Linked DNA regions of Rattus norvegicus: region 1 is linked to region 2. The links are chromatin contacts, called in public Hi-C maps. All regions are on one chromosome and are shown on one strand. Each heading gives the region's core, a stretch centred on a gene start, on an enhancer-like site or on the middle of the called end of the contact. The rest is flanking DNA. Distances are from core to core; before and after follow the strand shown. Region 1 holds the start of Nek1 (NIMA-related kinase 1). Region 2 holds the start of Cbr4 (carbonyl reductase 4).

Region 1 (4,798 bases), core at 1,952-4,451, 470 kb before region 2:
AAAACTACATTTGTTTAAAAGGAATATCCACTAGAATACTTAAGAAGACTAAAACCTAGTGACTTTTCCTTTCTAATCCCTTCTTTCCTCAAAAATACATCAACATAACAGGTGAAATAACAGTAAAAATGGATCCTATTTAGCTTTGGGATATTTCACTGTTTAAATATCTTGTGACCGAATCAATTTTGGTAGACAATTAAATGGTTTCTAGGTTATCCGCTTATCATAGTCAATTCCACATGTTCCTTTTTGGCTCCATGCTTCAGGAAGTGAAATTCTAAAGTGAAGAGTGTACACATTGACAACATGCTTTTAGAAAGACTAGCAATTTCTATTCCCAGCAACAGCTTGACAGCTGCCTAAAGCATTATCTTCAGACATAACCAACTAGCCATTCTCTATGCAAGCCGCAGAAAGGGGTTTACTTAGATTAGCACATGGCAGTGTTGCCCCCTCACTTTGCCGGACAGCGTTATGTGGATAGAAATAGAGTTGTTCTTTAGATAGAAAAATTCCTGCCAGCTGGAGTTGGATGGGGCTAAAGATTAGAAGCAAACACATATGGAAAATAAGTCTTTTGTACTTGTGTGGAGATTGAAGAACTGAATCTTGGGCTGGAGAGATGCTCAGCGGTTAAGAGCACTGACTGCTCTTCCAGAGGTCCTGACTTCAATTCCCAGTAGCCACGTGGTGGCTCACAACCATCTGTAATGGGTTCCGATGATGCCCTCTTCTGGTGTCTCTGAAGACAGCAACAGTGTACTCATAGACATAAAACAAATAATAAAAAAACAGCTGAAGCTCAACTTTTTTTTTTTTTTAGTGTACTAGCTTGGGTGATTTGCAGTGTCACTATCTGGCAAAGAAACCCCTAATCTATTTCCAAGTTAGAAATAATTATAAGCTCCTGAACCTAGAAAAATTGTCTTGAGTGTGTGGGGTGGGGAAGGGATGGGAAAAGAGAAAGAAGGAGTTCAAGTTATCCTATCTAAATCATCTGACCTCAGATCTCAGGCAAGGTCTGTGCAACCTCTGTAGAGTCAACACATGAATGGACAACACAGTCAGCAACTGTGGCTGTATACAAAGACACTATCCTGTTCCTGCTGCAAGTGTGGACTTTCTAGGAGTGTCATCCACTAGTTTACTGAGTAGAGCTACTCAGGATGACACTAGGTTTGTTCTCAACTGTTTCAATTCCTGCACCGAGTGTTTTTTAGTCTGTTGTACCACCGTCAGTCCCTTTAGTATAAAGCATACACACAGTAAACATAAAATATTGTAACTTTGTATGTTTTTAATATGCAATCCTTCATTTCATTTTTATTTTGTAATTTTTTCGACTATTTACTTATCGTTAGAGTTTAGTTTTACCCCTATGAGAGTCTTGCTTGCAAGTTTTTTTAAAGCATCTTTTTTCTTTAAGATTTATTCATTTATTATATATAAGTACACTGTCGCTGCCACACCAGAAGAGGGCATCGGATCTCATTACAGATGGTTGTGAGCCACCATGAGGTTGCTGGGAATTGAACTCAGGATCTCTGGAAGAGCAGTCAGTGCTCTGAACCGCTGGGCCATCTCTCCAGTTCCCTCCCTCCCCCTTTTAAAAAAAGACTTATGTATTTATTCTATATAAGTACACTGTAGCTGTCTTCAGATACACCAGAAGAGGACGCCAGATCCCATTACGGATGGTTGTGAGCCACCTTGTGGTTGTTGGGACTTGGACCTCTGGTCAGTACTCTTAACCACCGAGCCATCTCTCCAGCCCTGTAACTTTGTATTTTAAAAATTAAAGATAAAACTGCTTCGTTTTATTGCACAAAGCACTGTGCCAGTGCTTGCAGAAGCCAGAGGTTTATTGTGAGCTAACCAGACCAGGGTTCTGGGACTCAATCCCTGATCCTCTGTCTTAACAGCTGTTTCTCCAGTCCCTCAAAATAACTTTTTAAAAGGCTTTGCATTTAAACAAAAACTACTTGTAAATATTTGGCATCCTCAGTTAAGTAATGAGCACTCAAATTAAAAATACCTTATCTGTGTACCGCGTGGGAAAATTAATATGCTTTCTTCAGTCTGAATCCTATTCCCGAGCGAATTTCCCGCCTTCACTCAGCCTAATTCTTTTACATTTTTCTACTAACACCCCTCTCTCACACCCTCCTTCAGTAACGCAAGCTCTCCTCGTGGTACTTGGAGTGTTTAACCCCTGGAGTTCCTCCCGTCTCCACCAGCCCCGCCTCGAGTCCTCCGTGCTTGCACCTATGCACTTGTTCAGTCACCCCCTCTAGTCTCCCGACTGCCTAGCAGCTTTGGCTGAAACACTCTCAGATGGCCCCACCCTTTACCGATGCCCTGCCCCACTCCCTTAGTCCCTCCCCGATTTTGCCTTACGCCTCCCCGGCTTACTGCGCCTAGCCCCGATTCCGCCTAGCCCCCATTCCGCCCTTTCTAGCTTGCACCTATCCACCCTTTTCTTCCTCGCCTTCTTTCTCCTCTAGGCCCGCCTCTGGTCCTCCACGCTCCCCGCCAGCTCAGCTGCTTGCTGTTGGCCCGGCCCCATTCGCTTTCCTAGTCCGTAACCCCGCCTTTCCCAGAAGCCCGCCCCGCTAGTCCCGCCCGGCCCTTGCATCTACCGCGGGTAGGCTTGCCTGGCCCCGCCCACCACGCTTCCTGGCTCCTCCCCTGCAGCACAGCTACAAGTTGACTCTTGCGCGCTGACGTCACACGCCAGCGACAGTGACGCGCGGGCCGTTCCCCTTTCCTCAGCTGTACCGCTATGGTTTCAGGGCGGCAACGTGCGGTGTCCTTACCTTGAGCCTGTGCAGTTCTCCGCACCATAGTCACTGTGGCGAGGCGGAAGGACTTGGGCGGAAGGTAGCCTTCCAGTCCCACACGCTGCGGGTCCGCGCCGGTCCAAGCCACCTCGACCTGTGAAGTTGGGGGCGGTACCCAGGAACTCACCCTGTGCAGCCGCCGTTTCCAAGGGGTCAGGAACCGCTGTGTTTGTTTCGTCCGCGTAGCCAGGGCCGGTCCCAGAGCACTGTGCCTGACCCGACGGTGACCAAGCCTGACGCGTCAGCTAGAGACCAGTGTCAGGTGTAGGAGTCGCAGTCTGGGCTGCTGGGTAGACTTGGCTTTCTCTTACAGCATGTCATTTTCAAAATGCACCGTGGTGCCTCTGCCTTAAGTCCTATAGGAAGACCCTGCCGCATTTAGACTGGTGCTTATGGTCGTCACTGTTGTTCTGATTCAGGTCCCGTGTCATTGAGGTGAGTTGCACGTGGGGAAGTAGTGACAAGCAGAACGGTGAATTCACCGGGAGTGAGGAGACCTGTATAGATCTTAAGTAGAATGATTGAATACTCGCCTTAAGTGTTTGCACTTAAAGCACCTTTCTCTCCTTAAATTGTTAACTGGGAGGACCTGTGTTTGGCTCAAAGCAATTCTTTGGTAACCTAAAAGGATAACGCACTCTTAATAGATAAGCTAATCTAAGTAGGTGATGTTCATTTAAATAGATTAGATCTTAACTGTATATTTAATGAGAAAAAAAAAGCAGTTAGCTGATTACCCTAAAACCTAATGTATCGCTTCTCTTTCCATGGTTTGACAGAATTCCCGTGTGCAAAGTATTAAAAGTTTTATTAATAGTTTATAGTTTCTTCCCTTTGGGAAGGGGTTCTGGGGATTGGATTACAGGACCTCAGTTTTGCTAGGTAGGTGATCTGCCACTGAGTTATATACCCCACCCATTTTTTTATTCTTTCCTGTATGAACTCCATAGAAGGAGAAATATTATTGCCTACATAAATCACATCGGAAATGTTTGTGAAGGCTTAAAAGCTCTAAGCTTTAATGATGGGCTTTGTTTATGCTGTAGTAAGTAGGGATGATGGGTAGCAGCCAGACAGAAAAAGTAGTTCCTTGTTTCTAGATTCTAGGATCTAGAGGTCTACATTTAAAATTGCCTCTTGTTCTGTTGAAACCTGAGTAACTGATTTTGTGGCAAAACTGGTTTTTACACATTAAAAGAAGTCTGTTAGAAATCTGATAAAGGCTGTGAAACTTAACCACAGTTCTTTTGAGGTCGTGTTACTAATCCATTGGCACTGTAGTCCAAGTAGGTTTTACACTCCTAGTCTGCTTTCTTGTCTAAATCGTGGACATGATAGCTTTCGCACATAGAAAATGTCTCTTTGCTTGTTGCTTATTTCTCCTATAAACTCCTTGGGTGTTGTCTGAATATATTTACTAAGAAGAAAACACACTTAAAAACTATTAGCAATTCTCTATTTTGTTTTCTAATGTTTCCTCATAATGAAAAGATAGAGAATTTTCCTTCCTGAGAAAGCACATTGACCCCTTTCTACAACTCAGGCTGTCTCTATTGATTTGGAAGAACCATGTCTGTAGATTTTTGTCTGCAGACAGTACCAGACAACTTCTTGGCATCTGTTGTCACCTATTCCTAATGTTTACCTTTGGAATAAATAGCGTGTCCATCAAATATCTGAAACAGCCAGTGCTTAATGTCTGTCATTGTGTGTTTTCTTGACCGATGGAGATGCAGTTTTAAATTCCTATACTATGAAAATTTTAATATGTGGTTCATAATATTGTATCAAACATTACTTATTTGAAACAGTTCTTACAAAAATATAAAGGAACCTATCTAATTTGACTAGAGTTGAGGAATATTTTTTTCTAGAGCATAATTGATATACTTAAAAAGAAGCAAGATATTGTAACACAAATTTAAATGTTAAGGTGAAATGTTTGGAAATGAGAA
Region 2 (5,469 bases), core at 2,842-5,341:
CCTCCACTGGTCTCACTTCCATGTAAAAGTGTTTATTTGCTGTGTGCGTGAAGTGTGTGTCTAGGGGTGTCTGTGTCATGGTGGACTTGTGGAGGTCTGAGGACAACCTCGTGGGGTCGGTTCTCTCCTTCCACCTTTGTGTGGGCTCCAGGATGGAATCCAGGTTATCAGGCTTACACAGCCAACACCTTCACTCTAGGAGCCGTCTTGCCAACCTTCTACCCATCTTTTCTCTCTTAATTTTTGTTCAATCCACATTTTAATAAATTGCCTGGGCTACTCTTGAACTCATTCTGTAATCAGGGTAGGCTTTGAACTTTCAAAATTCATGCCTCAGCTCTCCAGGGACTTTAGGGATTATATAGGTTTTCATGGCCAAGGCTGGACCAATTTTGCTTTTTAAAATAATTAAGTCTATACTCTACATAGAGGGATAATATTCCTTCCATAACCCATAGGCTAAAAGTAAAAAAAAAAAAAACATACAAACAAAAACAGTGCCAAGTGTGAGATATCTCTCCTTAGTTGTTGGTCAAGGGAAGCCTAGACAATGCAGGTGGTTGCCATAAAGACCCTACTGCAGAAGACAGCACATACACTTTGGCCACAGGACTTGGAGAAATCAAGCTGGTACTGACCAGGCAGCTTCTTTTCCTATTGGTTAGCTTTCATTGTAGGAAAAGGAGGTATGTAGGTTGCTTGAAGGGTAAAGTCATCAGCAGTCTTGATATGATTCTGGAATGCTGTAACAAGAAGTGCTCTAGAAAGAACGTGCCCATGGGTACAAAAATGGCATGAATGTTATGGATACAACCAATGATTTTCTTATAGTATTTAAGTCTCCCTCCATTGGAGGAAACCTGTAACGGGTACTGAAAATCTGACCAAGAACTTGTGGCTAGAAAGCCCCATGACTCTAGAACTGAACTTACTGCTTTTATTTTGCTACAAAGACGTAGCAACAAAATGCCTTCTAAGTGCATATCCTTTTAGCCACAGATTAGCTAGTATTGTTCTCAGATCTCATCAGGAAAGCTTCTTTATTCAATGGGCAACAGTAAACACAGAACTTATGACTGCTGGGAAAACAGAGAAAAGATGTGTGAGTGGTGCTCAGCCATAAATGGGACACTGTATCTCTCATTTTCTCCCTATGTCTCGGGGAACATTGGCAGGAGGGGCAGTATGATTGTAAGGTCAGAAGAAGATGGGGTAAAACAGCGCCCTCTGGACTGACTGGACTGCTGTGTTCACAATAGCCGTGGTTGCCTGCACAAGAGTCACATAAGATTAACCTGGTCAGCATTCCAGCATGGTTGGGGAAGGGGCACATGAGCACCCCCCAGCTGGGGAGCTATTGACAATTGGTAGTTGCTAGGAAGAGAGAGTTAGTTCTCTTCAATGGACTGATTTCTGGTAGTTTGACCATGTGCCAGTGGATGATTCCACACCACACATATATGAACAGCACAAGTCCATGGAGTATATGTATAATATATACTACATGAATATATAATATATTACATATACTATAACGCCCTATATTATACATAATATAAAATATATTTATAAATATTTTATGGAAATACACACATACATATATGAAGTTGAGAATATTGGTTGTTTTTTGGAAGGAGTTTGAGGGCAACATTAAGAGTGAATGAGTATATGTATGGACGAAATCTTGAAAAAATAAGCATTTTATACATACATACATACATATGTATGATATTCATACACATACACATGCATATATACATATACATGTATACACATACATATATACATATACATATATATACACATACATACACACACACACACAGCCACATACACAGCCACACACACAGCCACACACACACAGCCTCACATACACACACACACACACACAGTCACACACACACAGCCTCACACACACACACGCACACAGACAGACACACACAGACACACACACAGCCTCACACACACACACACTCACACACACTCACACACACACATACACCACACATACAGCCTCATACACACACACGCATACAGCCTCACACACACACACAGCCTCACACACACACACTCACACACACTCACACACACACACATACACCACACATACAGCCTCATACACACACACGCACACAGCCTCACATACACACACACACACAGTCACACACACACAGCCTCACACACACACACAGCCTCACACACACAGCCTCACACACACACACATACACCACACATACAGCCTCATACACACACACGCACACAGCCTCACGTACACACACACACAGTCACACACACACAGCCTCACACACACACACAGCCTCACACACACAGCCTCACACACACACACACTCACACACACACACATACACCACACATACAGCCTCATACACACACACACACGCACACAGCCTCACACACATACATACAGTCACACACACACGCACACAGACAGACACACACAGTCACACACACACACAGCCTCACACACACAGCCTCACACACACAGCCTCACACACACACAGCCTCACACACACAGCCTCACACACACAGCCTCACACGCACACACACACACACACACACACACACACACACACACGCGCGCGCGCGCGCGCACACACACACATATATCTCAAACCTACTGAGTTGCAGCACTTACTAGGCTCAGGCAAGACTACAATGAGTTTGAGGCCAGTTTGGCTACCTGACAAGACCTCATCTAAATAAGAACACAATTAAACAGAACACTTGGAAAACAACTCATGTATTTATTTTTCAGCCATTTTAAAGCCTTTTCAGATTTAGGCAGAAGAAAAATAAAAACTTTAAAATTAATGCTCAACTTCCATGGTAGCTCCCTTCCTCCCATTTACAAATCAATTCTTAGACCCAGCTTTGCCAGATTTCCACGCCTTCAGTCCTCGCTGGCCTTTTTGATTTCTGGTGTACTTTACTTAACAATTTAGCCCACTAATGTTTTATGTGAATTAGTCCGGTTGTCCCAGAATCTCCCCTGCCCCCCCAGGGGGCATGGTCTATATTTTCTTTATTTAATACACTAAATATTCTGTCAAGAAATGCTCTCTTTACACTAGAATGGTAACTAATGATGCCTTTGGTGGAGGGAGGGGAGGGACTGTTGAGACAGAGTTCTCTGTGTAGCCCTGGCTGTTCTGGAACTCTCTCTAGACCTAGACTTTGGCCTTCAACTCAAGAAAATGGCATACTTCTGCCTCCCTAGTGCTGGGATTAAAGGTGTGCACCACCGCATCCAGCTAACCTTTTTTTGGTTTTAAAGCACTCAAAACATCTTATTTTGGAGTACAGGAACCCAGTACTGGCAATAACGATCTAAGCTTGCTCTTTAATCTTCAGGCTATTCTGATCAGTCAAAGAGTGTGGAGGCCCATGCCTGTACATGCCAGCAGCACTCTGGAGTCTGAGGGAGAAAAATCATTGAGAATCTGAGGTCAGCCTGGGCTATATAGTAAGCACTAGGCCAGCCCGGGTAACATAGCAGGTCTCTTCCTCAAAAAGAGGAGCACAAACATTTACTGTGCAGTGTTCTTTCTTTGTTGCTTTCTTAGAGACAGGATCCCATTCTCTAGACCAGGTTGGCCTTGAACTCTCAGTGATTCCTCTGCCTCGACCTTCTGAGTGCTGGGTGTACAGGCCTGAGGCAGCACACGGGGCTGTGTTCTTTGACAGGACATCTACCCTCATAATAATATTGCAGTGCAAAGCCAATGTCTACAGTAACTTGGGAGACCACTTTACACTTGAACAGGTTTTGTCTGCAGTAAAAAATGTGGGTGAGCCAGGACAAGTCCACACTCAGAAGGACATAATGTGATTGCTAACTCTGGTTTTTCCTGGAAAGTCCACCATTTTAGCAACCCTATTATCTCTGAACAGAGGATTGGTCCTTTGTTCCTTGGTGCCAACTAACCAGGCATAGGAATAGGCAGTCAGCTACAGTTACTGAAATGCTCACAGGCTCAAGCGAGCAAGGACTACAAGTCCCAGCATGCAATGCAACCTTACAAGAGTCCATGTACACCGACGTCTAATTCTTGCGCCTTGTTCTGTGGCCCGGGTCGGTTGTCCAAAGAGCTTGTTGAATTGTTTTTCCAGTTGTTGTGCCTTTATTATAAGTTCTGTGTCTTAGGGATCCATCTTGCCGGTCCGAGGTCCAAGATGGACAAAGTCTGTGCGGTTTTTGGAGGCTCCCGGGGCATCGGCAAGGCTGTAGCCCAGCTAATGGCCCAGAAGGGTTACCGCCTGGCGATCGTCGCCAGAAACTTGGAAGTGGCCAAAGCCACTGCGAGCGAGCTCGGCGGTAGGTACCGGAAGGGTCCCCGCTGCGAGGCCAAGTTTAAGTGCTTGAACTCCAGTCCATGGGCCCCGGGCTACTGTCCGTGTATTCCAGTCTGCGCCCCAGATCTTTCGTGCCCCATGACCAAGCCCTCACTGCGGCTCTCGCCTACTCCAGGCAGACTCTGAGGACCCCTAACAAATAGCTGTCTTCCTCGAGGCCAGAGCTGATATTGAGAGACGCTTTGCTCAGGCCTCTGGTAGGAGAGAGTGAATAATGCGATTATACTGAAAGGAGAGACGTCAGGTACAAATGGCTAGGTTGCATTTTGCTGAGAGCTCTTGCCCTTTGTGAAGGCACACGACAGTATTTCAAAGAGAAGCTCTTGATAGGTCAGGGTGGCTTTCCCAAGCTCATTAATGACTTTAATAAGTTACTAATTTGTTTTCCCAGACCCTTTTATTGTATTTCAATTCCAGGTGCCCCCTCCCCACTGGTTATCAACGGATATTAGTCATTGAATTGCAAGTTTAAGTCTCAGTTGGAGAAGGCAACATGGAAGAATGGAGAAAAATACACATCACTATCAGGAAAGCATTGGGCCTATTATAGGTCTAAGTGTGTCTGGTGCCTGCTGTATTTCTTTACTTATATGAAAATAGCCTTGATATGTAACTCACACTGGCTTTGAACTTGTGATTCTGGTGTCTCAATCTCCATGTTGCTGAGATGACCTTACTGTGGTGCAACAGTGACATCTTTAGGACAGAGTACCCTTTGAACCTGCAGTGTAGTATCCAGTTTTCCCGGGTACAGGGGGTCTTACTATGCAGTTTAGGCTTCCCTTAGGTCAAGATCTGGTCTGTGCCTCCTCAGCATCGGGAACACAGGGGAGCACATCTGTTCATGCTGGTGCAAAGCCTCAGCACCTAGTCAGCACTGCTTCCAGTTTGCCAGACAACTGATAGTCCACCTTGCCCTGTGGACTAGTTAGTCACCTGTTCTTCCACTCTCCAACATGTAGTTGGTTCATCTTGGTGTATCCCTATCATAAATTGAGGAGCATGTGTGGTAACATGGTAGCTTATTAAATACACAGTACTTTTCCTTTGAAGTCTAATTTCCTGCGTATGGTGATAGGGATCAGGGAGTTCTAC

The links. A called contact is a pair of places that touch in the nucleus more often than the background predicts.
Region 1: a Hi-C map of liver shows a contact between it and region 2, with 4 times the contacts expected there. The contact joins the promoter of Nek1 here to the promoter of Cbr4 in region 2. A contact is called at or near these places in 4 of 12 Hi-C or Micro-C datasets (the A7r5 cell line, the Rat2 cell line, frontal cortex and 1 more).

The regions. Positions count from the first base shown.
Region 1 is chr16:34,126,979-34,131,776 of GRCr8, reverse strand. It overlaps Nek1 (NIMA-related kinase 1), which reads left to right and starts at 3,201. Exons shown (of 33, transcript NM_001106082.3): 1 at 3,201-3,278.
Region 2 is chr16:33,655,194-33,660,662 of GRCr8, reverse strand. It overlaps Cbr4 (carbonyl reductase 4), which reads left to right and starts at 4,091. Exons shown (of 5, transcript NM_182672.2): 1 at 4,091-4,336. The coding sequence starts at 4,195.